2 separate regions of the Mus musculus genome follow, and region 1 is linked to region 2. Evidence: chromatin contacts called from public Hi-C data. All regions are on one chromosome and are shown on one strand. The core of a region is the stretch at or near the end of the contact, and the rest is flanking DNA. Distances in the headings are between cores, read along the strand shown.

Region 1 (5,618 bases), core at 938-3,437, 340 kb before region 2:
ATGAGGAACTGTTTCCTCTATAGCCAGAAGAAAAAAAAAAAAAAAAAAAGCGAATTCTTTGACCCATTGGGTCTACACCGGCATGCAAGTCTTCTTTTTGGTGGCTAATATTTTTAATGTTAACTAAAATTTTAATAACCAAATCACTGAATAGTTAACTATTGTTGTCTCACTTCTCCAACAGTTCAGTGGTCTGAATGAGAACTCCAAAGGAAAAGAGAGAGAGAGAGAGAGAGAGAGAGAGAGAGAGAAAGAAAAACCACAGGCGATTCTGGGGCCTCTAATGAGCACATCAAGAAATCTACAAGACTTCAACTTCTTCATGAGAATTCAACTAACTCTAAAAGAATAAACTGAAAAAAGTAACAAATTTTAAAAAACTTTTTGATGACTCTTAAAGGGGTGGCTACGGATCCCTTCTTCCCACAAAAGGGGAAGTTTTAAAGTGCTTTTTTGTTGTTGTTAGAAAACTCCCTCAAGAGTCGTGCAACTCAACACGTCAACCAACTTAGCCGCATTGTGCTTGACTTGGCCTACTTGCCTAGGGGAAGCCATTACAGATCACCTTCTTGAAAACAAGTTGAGTTTCTAAATGGTCTCAACCTCCAGCCTCAAAGGTACCAGTCTCAGAACTCAGTGTGCCTCTTGCAAATTATTAAAGGCAAGATATGCAAAGAATAAAAAAAGTACTAAAAGACAAACTAAAAACCGAAAATACTAAAAGCGGGCCGCTTCACCTAGAGTCTAAAACACAAGCTCGCCCGCTCACTCGCTCGCTCAGTTACATGCCCCAACAAAAAGTTGAGCCCGAATGCCATCACAGGAAACGGCTCTCCCCTAGTTCAACAGCCCCACGGATTCCACAACGGACCTCAACATCCACTCTAAAGCTTCCCCCACGCACCTCGGCAGCCACACTCCCAAGGAAATCTCCACGTCTCTCGGGCAGACTGTGCTAAGCACAGCCCGAGAGCAACGTGTTGCACCGAATTCCTATGTGCCGCTGCCACCAGCGCCGGCCTCGGCGGCGGCATTCCTAACTGAAATAGGCATTCGGCCATTTTCTCAAAATACCAAACACAAAGCAGCTCTTTGCAAACTTGGGCCCTCTTGCTTCCTCTCCGCCACCAACCCGCGGGCGGTGCCTGGGCTCGGACCTCACGCGCTGCCCACCACCCTAGAGGCGCCTCCCCGGCCGGCCGCGGCCCCGCAGCCCCCTCCCCCGCCGCCCGCCACTAGCCCGGCCGGGACTGGGCGGAAAAGTTACCTCGCTACCCGCGTCCGATCGGGCCTGTACCGGGGCTCCGCGGCGCCCTCCCGAGGCTGTCGGCCCCCGGTCGCTGCGAGGGGCCCCACGCGGGCCGCCACCGCCGCCCCCGTGGCCCGGAAGTTTGCGAACTTCGCTCCCCCGCTGCGCAGAGCCAGCGCGGGCCGCAGAAATCGCTGTCCAGCCTGCCGCCGGCGCCGCCCGTGCCCCGGGCTGAGTCAAGCGGGGCGGCCGCCTTCCGGCCCTGCTACGACTGGGGGGGAGGGGGCGGCGAGCCTGGGACGCCGGCGGGGCCGGGGGCGTTGGGCCCGAGGCGGAGGGAGGGCGGAGGGGGGAAGTTTCAGGACCGCGGTCACCAGCAGCGGCGCTCCGGCCTCCGTGGCCCCGGATCTCAGCGCCGTGCGGAAGGGCCTCCCCGTGCTCCGCTGGGGGCCGATGCCCACGCCGCTCCGCACCAGCCCCCGGCCCAGCCCGTGACTCGCTCCGTAACTCGATCCCGCCCCCGCCCGGCCGCCGCGCCGCCCGAGCCACAGTATCTGCAAATCAGCCCTGGACAGCGCCTCGCGCCGCTCCGCGCCTGCCCGCCGCCCTCCCCCGTCGCTCTCCTCGCTCCGCCGCGTCCTACCCTCTGAACTGTGCGCCCACGGTCCGCCACCCCCGCGTCGCCGCCGCTCCAACTCCTTTTCTTTGTTGCTGGACTTTCGGGGGAGGGGAGGGGAGGGAGAGCGGGGAAAAGTTGGGCGTCGAGGCCCTCGAGATCCCGGGGTGCGATCGCGGAGCGGGATCAGACCGCCGGCCCTGGTTCTGCCGTCGCTGCGGTCCCGGCCGCCCGGGTCTGGGGCCCGCGGCCTCGGCGGCGCTCCTCGGTCTTCTGCTGCTGCGCCGCGAGCTCGCGGGAGCCGCACATTCCAGCACAGGACGCTGCGCCGCGCACCCGGCCCGCGCCGTCGCCGCCCGCCCGCCCGCCGGACACGCCCCCTCGCCGTCCGCGCGCGCCCGCCGACACGCCCCCTTCCCCGCCCGCGCGCGTGGCCGCCGAGCGCGCCCCGCCCCTCGGTCCCGAGGCTCGAAGTGGACTCCTGGCCTGCCTGGGGGCGCGCCTCGGGGGAAACTTACCTAATCCGCCCGGCCCCCGACTCCCGCCTTAGGCTCATTAAAGGGGCGGAACCTACTCCCTGAGCTTCTTTCTTTTATAAACAAATAGCAGAAGTTAGCCCCAGCCTTACCCGGGCGTGCACGAGAATTGGGGTTGTTGGAGGAAAAAACGTGCAGGCATTGACCGCCCTCTTGAGAAGTATTGTCACTGGCCTCTTAAGTAAGGCTGAAGCCTCGAAAAATACTGTTCAGGCCTGGCGTGTGGGCTCTCGCCGTTAATCCCAACACTCAGAATGCTGTTGAGACTGGAGGATCAAGAGTTAAAGGCCGGAGTTCAAGATCAACCTGGGCTACTTAGGGACACTAGTGCAAGAAATTAAAAAACAATACAAAACCCGAAAATCGGCCCTGGCTGCACAAGTCTGTAATCCTACTTGAAAGGCGTGAGCACCAGGAGATCCAGGTCATTGACTTGACAAATTGGGGGGCCCGGGGGTGGGGGATTGCTCTTGTCTGCAATCAGACTCAGAATTCAGTAGACAGAGGCAGGAGGATTGCTGAGAGCTTAAAGCTTTAGTGTGCTATGTAAGAATTTTCAGGCCAGCCATAGCTACAAAGTGAGACCTTTCTCAATCAAAGAAACAAAATCTAAGTGCCTGCCTACACAGATCTTTATGCTTAACTGTAATTTTAAGCTTCATGAGGTCAAAATGCTTTCACATTGCAAACTCTTAACCAGGAGAAAATCAGTCCTTGTGGGGGTTGAGACAAAGCCAAGTCCAGTTCAGTACCTGACGTCTTATAATGGGGACAGGGAGTCTCAGGTCCTGTCCCTTCTCACCTGAAATGCTTTTTTAGCCTGCTTTTAATGTCTTCCTGGAAGTGGGCCTTGTAGCCTTTAATTTGTAGTTAGTGAACTACCAGCTAGAGTTTAAAGCTCTCGGCCGCCTTCAGGGCCCGGCATTTCCGGATCTAAATGTGTGAACCTCTCGTTGGCATTACTACAGAGGTAGCAGCAGGTGGGTGCTAAGAGGCTGGAAGCAGAGCTTCAGGTTTCTCTGACATTTTCCTTTACCTCTTTTCTGGCACGCTGTAGAACCCATCTTTCAAAAAAAAAAAACAAAACAAAACAAAACCCTACAATATATTACTAGTTGGTACAAAATTGAAGGCAAGGCGGAATGAAGGCCCTAAGGTACTTGACCACCAAAGATTTCAATGGCTGTTTTTTCTGGGACAGTCTCCCTACATAGTCTAGGCAGGCATCCAAATTGTGGTCTTTCCACCTCTGGAGTGTTGGTCTTACAGGTATAGGCCGCTGCGCACCAGAGTCTTTTCAGTGCAAGCTCCGTGCATTGAATCAGATTTGAAAAGAACTCTTAGAGGAATAAAATTGAGGAAGAGGGAAATGAAAAGCAAACGAAACAAGAACTCCTTCCCATTGAATTGGTGAAGAGAGAGACCAGGTTGGTGGCTTGGGTCAGTAATCCAGATACTTAGGGTTCAAGGCAAAAGGACTGCAGTTCAAAGTCATGTCCAGCTACATAGCTAGTCTGAGGCCAGGCTAAGGATACACAAGACTGGGGCTGGTGAGATGGCTCAGCGGTTAAGAGTACCGACTGCTCTTCCAAAGGTCCTAAATTCAAATCCCAGCAACCACGTGGTGGCTCACAACCATCTGTAACAAAAATCTGATGTCCTCTTCTGGAGTGTCTGAAGATAGCTACAGCGTACACAGACATAATAAATAAATAAATCTTTTAAAAAAATGCCCATGAGGGACTGCCTAGATTAGGCTAGTCGAGGTGGGAAAACCCACCTTAACTGGGTTTTCCCATTAAGAAAAAAAAAAAGATACACAAGACCCTGTCTCAAAGCAGAGTCAGGCACAGTGGCTCAAACCCACTGTGTCACCTGAAATAACCTTGAACATTTGCTTTTTCTTCCTGTGCCTCCCAATTACTGGGATTAAAGGTTTGAATCCACACACCCAGGTTTTGCAGTACTGAGAATCTGAGTCCTGTGTGCGAAACTACACTCTTCCCAACTACCTCTAACCATTCTACCTAACTACTACCTATTCTTTTTTTCTTTAAAAAAAAAATCTAAGTTGAGACTAAATTATATTCTCCTTTTATTTTTTAGATTTTTCTTTCCTGTGTTGTTTGTGAGGGTGCCAGAGGCCCTGGAGCTAGAATTACAGGCAGTTGTGAACCACCCATGCAGGTGCTGGGAATTAAACCTGAGCCCTCTGGATGAGCACCCAGTGCTCTTAACCACTGAGCTGTCTCTCCAGTTAGTAAATTATTTTCTTTTTCTTGTTTGTTTGTTCTTCAAGACAGGGTGTCTCTGTGTAGCCTTGGCTGTCCTGGAACTCTCAGGCCTCAAGCTCAAAGATCCACCTTCCTCAGCCTCCCGAATGCTGGGATTAAAGGCATGGGGCACCAGACCTGAATTGAAAATGATTTTCTTATTTATGGATTTGTTGTTGTTAGAGTCGTTGGTGATGGTGGTGGTGGTGGTGGTGGTGGTGGTGGTGGTGGTGGTGGTGGTGGTGGTGGTGGTGGTGGTAGTGGCAGTGGAGGTGTTTGCATGCAAGCGTGCCTACATACGTGCGTGCGTGCTTTTGCTGAAATAGTAACAAAGTAGCCCGGGTTGAGCTTCTACTAAATTTGTCAGATTTGAGGCTAGGTGCTTGAACTTTCCTGTAATCCCAGCCCTCAGGAAGCAGACACCAGAGGGATCACAGCCTAGTCTACACAGCAAGTTCTAGGCCTACCAGAGCTACGAAGTGAGAGACCCAGTCTCTGAAACAGAAAAGAAAATAGATATAAACTATTTCTTTTATGTCCAAAAGGGCACAAATAAAAGCACGGCCTTTTTCCAGTTCCCGGATGAACGTCCTTCATTTCCTCAGTGTGACTGCTGACTGGAAATAGTTTATTAATTGTGGATTTAGTCCTTCGTATTGTGATGCAAATAGGCCAATGGCTCTCATGGCGGCTGCATTCATTTAACATTTGCAGAAGCTATTGTCCAGGGGAGGGAATATTCAAAGTGACCCAAATTATCATGACATGCAGGCCAGAGGTCAAATTCAAAGCCAGATTACAAATCTTCTGGGATTGGGGGAGGGGGGGGGAGGAGAAGGGGTTGGACCCAAAAATGTGAATTCTTAATTGTTTTTTGACAGACTACAAATCTATTTTGCTCCAAAATCTATTAAATCCAAAATTTAAGATCTACAGGATAAAGA
Region 2 (6,557 bases), core at 1,362-3,861:
GCAGGGGTCTCCAAATCTCGGTGGGACCTCCAAATGAAAGACCCCCGACGTGGGTAGTCAATCAATCTGAGGAGACCCTCTCAAGGACCAGCGAGACCACGATTCGGATGCAAACAGCAAGAGGCTTTATTGGGAGCACGGGTACCCGGGCGACGCAGTCTATCGGAGGACTGGCGCGCCGAGTGTGGAGTTTTTACCCTTTTTATAGGGCTGGGGCTGGGGAGCAAAAAGCGCGGTTACAGAAGCGAGAAGCGAGCTGGTTGGTTAGTTCGAATAAGGCTTGGGGTATTTCTCGGTCATTTGGGGAAACTGAGGTGGGACTTTTTAGTTCTAAACAATGTCTATTTTCAAGAAATGGGTATGGGAGGGGTACGAGGAAAGGGTCTAATGAAGGTTCAACAATGGGCACACACCTGGTCAGAACATTGGCAGACACACAGGTTCAAGGAGTGGCCAGAGCACTGTGCACCTCTATTTTTCTAAATCAGTGAAGCTAGTTCTGCTAACACTGACGTCTGAGAGCCATCTGTTCTTGGCCCTGAGCCGGGGCCCAGGTGCTTGACCACCGATATTTGGCCCCTGTCCCAGTATTATTCAGCCTTAATCTTTAACTGTTAATCTTTAACTGAACTTTCTTGTAACTTTTGAGAACTCAGCTCTGGTACTTTTTCATGCCTTGCAAAATGGCGTTACTGCAGCTAGCTTGCTAAGCCTGATGGTGGGGTCTTTCAGGTGTGGAACCTTACCTTCTGCGATCTGAGATTGCATATTGGCTTTTTGAAAACTTCATCTATTTTAAGAAATCCTACTTTACTTCTTTCTTACTTTGTAATTATGTAACTTTTTTTGTTTTAACATTTTGGAGAACAAACATCCATTAAATCTTTCGTTATCTCTCTCTCTCTCTCTCTCTTTTTTTTTTTTTTTTTGGTTTTTCCAGACAGGGTTTCTCTGTGTAGCCCTGGCTGTCCTGGAACTCACTTTGTAGACCAGGCTGGCCTCGAACTCAGAAATCCGCCTGTCTCTGCCTCCCAAGTTCTGGGCTTAAAGGTGTGTGCCACCACTGCCTGGCTGTTTAGTTATCTCTTCAGGAACTGGTCTATTAACTAACATTTAAGGGGCCCAGCTGATGGTTCAGTGGGAAAGTAGCACACATGCCGACAACCTAGAGGTGTTAAGCTGGCACCTCTACTGCTCAGGGTACGTTTGTATAAAGCAAGGAGAGACAGAGAGTGGGGTCCTGGCCACGGTGGGAATAGGGTCCAGGTGCCTTCTGTTAGGAGGGCATGGGCCTTGTGTGAGACGCCACTTTCAGTTAGGAGGGCATGAGCCTTGTGTGAGACGCCACTTTCAGTTAGGAGGGCATGAGCCTTGTGTGAGACGCCACTGACCTGAGTTGTCGTTTACAGAAGTGGATAGGTGAAAAAGTGTCAGTGGGGCAGTCAGGAGTGGAGAGTTGATTTCTAGCACTTGGAAAGAGAAAAGGGCGGGGGTGGGGGGGAGAAGAAAGGGAAGGGAACCATCTTATCTACACTTAAAAACTAGAATATCCAACTGGCTAGAGCTAACAGGAAGGGCTGTGGGGGTGTGGTAGCACTTGGTCAGCAAGCCCAAGGCCTTTCATTCCTCAGAACTGCATAAGGTGGGGGATGGGGTGGTCGGTTATAGAAGTTAATTTTTCCTTAAAAAAAATCAAAATAGAAGCAAGCAGGTGGCAAAAGGCTAAAGGGAAAAAGAGAACTGTCAGAGCAGCACTGCAGAATCACTGTCACTAAAGATGGCGCCAGCTACTGTCCCTGGCTGCTTCACCAAGTTCTCTTAATGGATCTCCAGGCAGAGAGCCTGGCTGTGTGTGCAGCTGCTTGTCTGTCCTGAGACAGTGATGAAATGGGAAATAGGCGTGGTTAGTCCTGCCGGAAGCTGGAGGGAAATCTCCATCTATTGACCTTGCCTGTGGAGTTGACACATTGATGGGGAAGAGGAAGGGCTTTGTCACACAAGGTCCTCCAGGCAGCCTGTTTTCATTCCTAGCATACAATTTCCTGGAAGAGCCCTACTTCCTGGGGGCTCCATTACAGATTTGGGGGGGGGGTCTTTTCATCTATTTAAGAGGTGGGGATATTCGATGAGAAATTTGGTCTTTTTTGAAACTGTGAATAACAGCAGCTGGACAGCATTATTTGATATTTTCCCTTCTGATAAGGGTATAAAAATAAATCATTAAGTATTCAAACCTGTCTATGTTTCAGCCGTAGTTAGCAGAGCAGTTTAGTGCTGTTTTTAATGTGTCTTTGCTGTGTTGGGATGTAAGAAGTGATGGTTTGGAAATTCATACCTTGTGCCAAATAGTATGTTGTTTTTTTTGTTTTCTGTTTTTGTTGTTGTTGTGTGTTTTGTTTTTAATCTTGATAGTTCAGGCTACATTTATCGTATGTATTCAGAAACTGTAAACACAGTGACAGACAAAAGAATGGAGATTTTCTTTTTTACCTTCGGTGATCTCTGGGGCTGTAACTGGGCTCAGGGTTGCCAGGCACTTGCTGCAGCAACCATCCTCCTCTGCTAACCGTGCGGTCGGTTCAGACTGCAGGATTGCGTCCAGAGCGTGGAAGAACTTCATCGTCCTCGAGCTGTCTCCTGACCTGTGGGCATGCTTAACTGTCCTGTATTCGTACTTGAGGTTTTTATACTTTGCCCGGCACTGCTTCCAGTCTCTGTATACTCCTAGTGTTTGCAGCCTTTTAGCGACGTAAATAAAGATTTCTTTATTTCTCAGTGTTCGGTAAAGTTGTTTTCGTATATTTCTTTCTGCCCAGACACTTAGTAAAGCCTTGACCTCCTCCTCCGTCCAGTGTTTCCCAGGTCCACTCTCCATGTTTAAAGTGACCTGGAAGTGATTTGCTATTTCTAGCTCATGTTTTTGTTTCCTAGGAAACCAGAGGGCTGGTTGTCCATGAGCTCTGAAGAGCTTGAGAGGGTGTAGTTTAACTGGTTCAAGCTGCCTAAGGGAGTAACTTGAGGATCTGCCAAATAAGCAGGCTCTTGTGGTTAAAGAAGCCTGGACCTAAATGATTGCTAATCTTATTTGGGCTTCAGGGGAAAATTAACCTTGGGACAAAAGGGATGAAAACTACTTTGTGGGGGGCAGGGAGTCTCTTTCCTTTATAATTTTTGGCTTCATTGAATGTGTTATTTTTGTTTTTTGTTTTTTTAATTACTTGGAAATGGTTGGCAGTAGCTGTGGGGATTTTTTTTTAAAGGTTTATAGCAAATATGAATAGCTATGTATTTAAAAAGCATTGAATTTGAACCTAATTGATAGCTCAGTGGTTAAGAGCACTTGCTCTTGTGGGGGGGGGGGGTGGGGACATGACACCCAGGTTCTGTTCCCAGCGTCCGTGTAGCAGCTTACAGATGTCTGTATGTAACTCCAGCTCTATGGGATCTGACACCCTATTCTGGCCTCTTTGGGGATACCCAGCACCCACATGGTACATATACATACATGTATACAAAACACCCAAACACAGAAAAGCAAAAGGAAAAACACTTGCAAAAGCATTACATTTTGACTGAGGTTTATAGCTAATAATCACTTGAAGGCTTATATCATGCTGGGGGTGATGGTGCTCGCCTTTGATCCCAGCATTAGGGAGGTAGGGGCGGGCAGATTTCTCTGAGTTTGAGGCCACCCTGGTTTACGTAGCAAGCTCCAGGACAGCAAGGCTACATGGAGAAACCTGTTACCACACAAGGAGGGTGGGATTGATTTGTTGGAGGAAGTTTGGAAAGTATAAAAAGCAAGACAAAAAAACTGTTAGCCGGGTGTGGTGATGGGCACCCGTTATCCCAGCACACTTGATGTTAGAGCAAGGGGCGCCCATGATGTGGTATACTGAGACCTTGCCTCAGAAAATTTTACTTGATGTCATGTCCAGTTTTAGTATATGCAGCTAAGTATTCTTGCCTTCTCTGATATTGATATCTACATACTTCACTGCTTGAGGCTTTATTCAGAGGCAGATTATAGGCATTAGATATCCAGATTCTGGAGTTGGGTTATCTGTTCTGAACACACAGTACAACCGGTCATCTGCACAATTGTTGTGTTACTTCATTTTCTTTGCATTTCTCTCTGAATCCTAATCATAGCTCCCGTTTCACAGGATTGCTATGAAAGCCAGATCAGATGATATACGTAAATACTGGTGACCGAAGGGCCTGGCGTATCAATTAGAATTAGATGACACTACCCTGTTGTCACAGTCCAGAGATGTCCCGAGCCTCTCAGCTTATGGGTTCCTTTGGGAAGGGGATGCGTGACGAAGCTCTGCAGGAAATGTATCAAGTGGCCTGATTTAACAGGTGATGTGTTTATTTTGTTCACAGAGGTCAGGAGAGCGCTGGTATTGTGACCAGTGATGGGAGTGCAGTGCCTAAATTCAGGGTGCATAAGGTAAGTCTGAACATGAAAGACTGATGCTGGAGATGACTGCTGCCAGCTGGGCAGTAATGTCTGCGGTGGAGGCTGGGCACGGTGGTGGGGGCCTTTAATGTTGTGTGTGTGTGTGCGCGCGCGCACGCAGAAACAGGTGGATCTATCTGAGTTTGAGGCTAGTTTGGTCTGTGTAGTAAGACCCTGTTTCTAAGTAAGCAAGCAAGTAAATAAACAGACATGGGAGTGTAAATAAATTTATAACTAGAAGCCATATTGGATAAATCTGCTTCCAATGGCGTGTCTTCACATTTGTCAAAGTAGGATGCATTTCTTTCCAGGTGATCTTTTGCTAGGCTGGCTCATGCAAGCCAGGAGGTCTATTTAAATGTTTTAAGATGCCTTATTTTTTTTTAATGCCAATTTCAGTTTATATTTGACAGATTTCATTGCCTAGTAATAAAATCTTATTGCTAACTATCTGTCATAAGATAGAAGTGTTTCAGTGTTGTGACAACCCTAAACTAATGAAGGGAATATCCTGAGTGCATTTTAGAAAGTGAATCCACGGGCCGGGCCAGGCGGTGGTGGCTCACGCCTTTAATCCCAGCACTTGGGAGGCAGAGGCAGGCGGATTTCTCAGGTCCAGGACAGCCAGGGCTACACAGAGAAACCCTGTCTCACCTGGGGTGTGGTGGCACTCACTCCCCCCACCCCCAAGAACTCGGAAGAGGGAGGCAGAGGCAAGCTAATCTCTGAGGACGGTCAAGGCTACATAGAGAAACTTCCACATTCCAAAGTTAATTCATTCACATTCTGGAGCACAGAGACAGATTGTGTCTAATTTGGGTTGCCCAGGGAAGGTCTTGTTTCTTCCCGGTCCTAGTTTCTGTTTTTTCCCTAAAATCTACTTTTACTTTGACTTCTCAAGGGAATGGGTCTTGTAAACCATGTTTTTACCGAAGACAATTTGAAGAAATTGTATGACTCAAACCTTGGAATCGGACATACGAGGTACGCCACCACGGGAAAGTGTGAGCTGGAAAACTGCCAGCCATTCGTAGTTGAGACGCTTCACGGAAAAATAGCTGTGGCCCATAACGGGGAACTGGTGAACGCCGCTCGGTTGCGGAAGAAGGTAAGTTGGTTTTTAAGAGCTCCTTTTTGAAAGGAAAAAAGGAAAGGAAGTTGAAGATCTCCGACAAAAGGCATCTTCTAGTTACTGCCACTGTTACCTCCCTGCACGAAGCCATTGCATCAGAATTGCCTGGCCTGCTTGCTCTAAATCCAGATTCTTGTACTCCCCAAGTGATCGGAGCAGTGCCACTTTGTGATTTGGAATGTTGGTGTATGGTTACTGTCAACAGCACAAAGCGCTACTGTAAACAGCTCCTTATGACTGTTCCTATGCTCAGAATCTGTGACAGAGGAAAACTGAAGCACTGTTGCCTACGTCCAGACTCGGCTCGGCCATGTTGCTGTGACCAAACGTGGGGTTTTCTTAAACCCACCAGTTAGTGTCCTGTGCTTCCCATCCTCCCTGCGGTCTCCTACCTCGGGACCCCTGTGTTAATTCCATGAGACTGTCTCTCAGATGCCCATCCCGTGTGTAGGCCTTGAGCACTTAAGGGCCACAGCTGAACCTTGATTTTCCTACATTCCTCCTTGATTTCACTCATTTGGGAGCACAGCGGTTCACAGAACTTTAGGAAAATGTTTAATTTGTGCATGTTGGTGTATTTTAAGAGACATTATGAAGGATTCGGAACAGGTGATGAGGGGGGGGATGGGCTTGTGGGAGGAGGCATGGGGCTGCTGCCTTTTGCACATCACTCTCCACTCTCCACTGTTTCAGCACCCAGAAGATCCATGAAGCCAGTCCTTTTAGGTCTTCTGGACACAAACATACATGTCTGCCTAAATGATTAGCCTTTGGTGGTCATCTTGACCTTTGACCCCTGTACTCTCTTTGCAGGTTTGGTCTAAGGCTGAATGTAGCCCTCTGGTCACGTGATTATTTTTCACAGTAGCTTCCCTCTATCCTGAAGCTGTCAGGAAGTATCTAGCCACCAGTCCTGTCCTTATTATATTACTGTTCAAAATACACTTATTTCAGTGGATT

Evidence for each region. A called contact is a pair of places that touch in the nucleus more often than the background predicts.
Region 1: a Hi-C map of olfactory sensory neurons shows a contact between it and region 2, with 4 times the contacts expected there. The contact joins the promoter of Rest here to the enhancer-like site in region 2. A contact is called at or near these places in 2 of 39 promoter capture datasets (liver and pre-B cells), 2 of 484 Hi-C or Micro-C datasets (CD8 T cells and olfactory sensory neurons) and 4 of 115 datasets of contacts at active chromatin or transcription factors (T-cell acute lymphoblastic leukemia, bone marrow-derived macrophages and embryonic stem cells).

What each region holds. Positions count from the first base shown.
Region 1 is chr5:77,262,063-77,267,680 of GRCm38.p6, reverse strand. It overlaps Rest (RE1-silencing transcription factor), which reads right to left and starts at 2,187. Exons shown (of 4, transcript NM_011263.2): 1 at 1,893-2,187.
Region 2 is chr5:76,924,690-76,931,246 of GRCm38.p6, reverse strand. Ppat (phosphoribosyl pyrophosphate amidotransferase) reads left to right here. Exons shown (of 11, transcript NM_172146.2): 2 at 4,390-4,456; 3 at 5,367-5,573. It overlaps LOC115486295 (a long non-coding RNA gene), which reads left to right. Exons shown (of 2, transcript XR_003955939.1): 2 at 733-3,800. Among named protein-coding and RNA genes, the nearest start is that of Aasdh, 22 kb to the right of the region's middle. Within about 2 kb of position 2,611, at least 153 of the 459 cell types and tissues checked have an H3K27ac peak or open chromatin away from gene starts, as enhancers often do. A contact at or near this core is called in liver and olfactory sensory neurons, where this site is marked.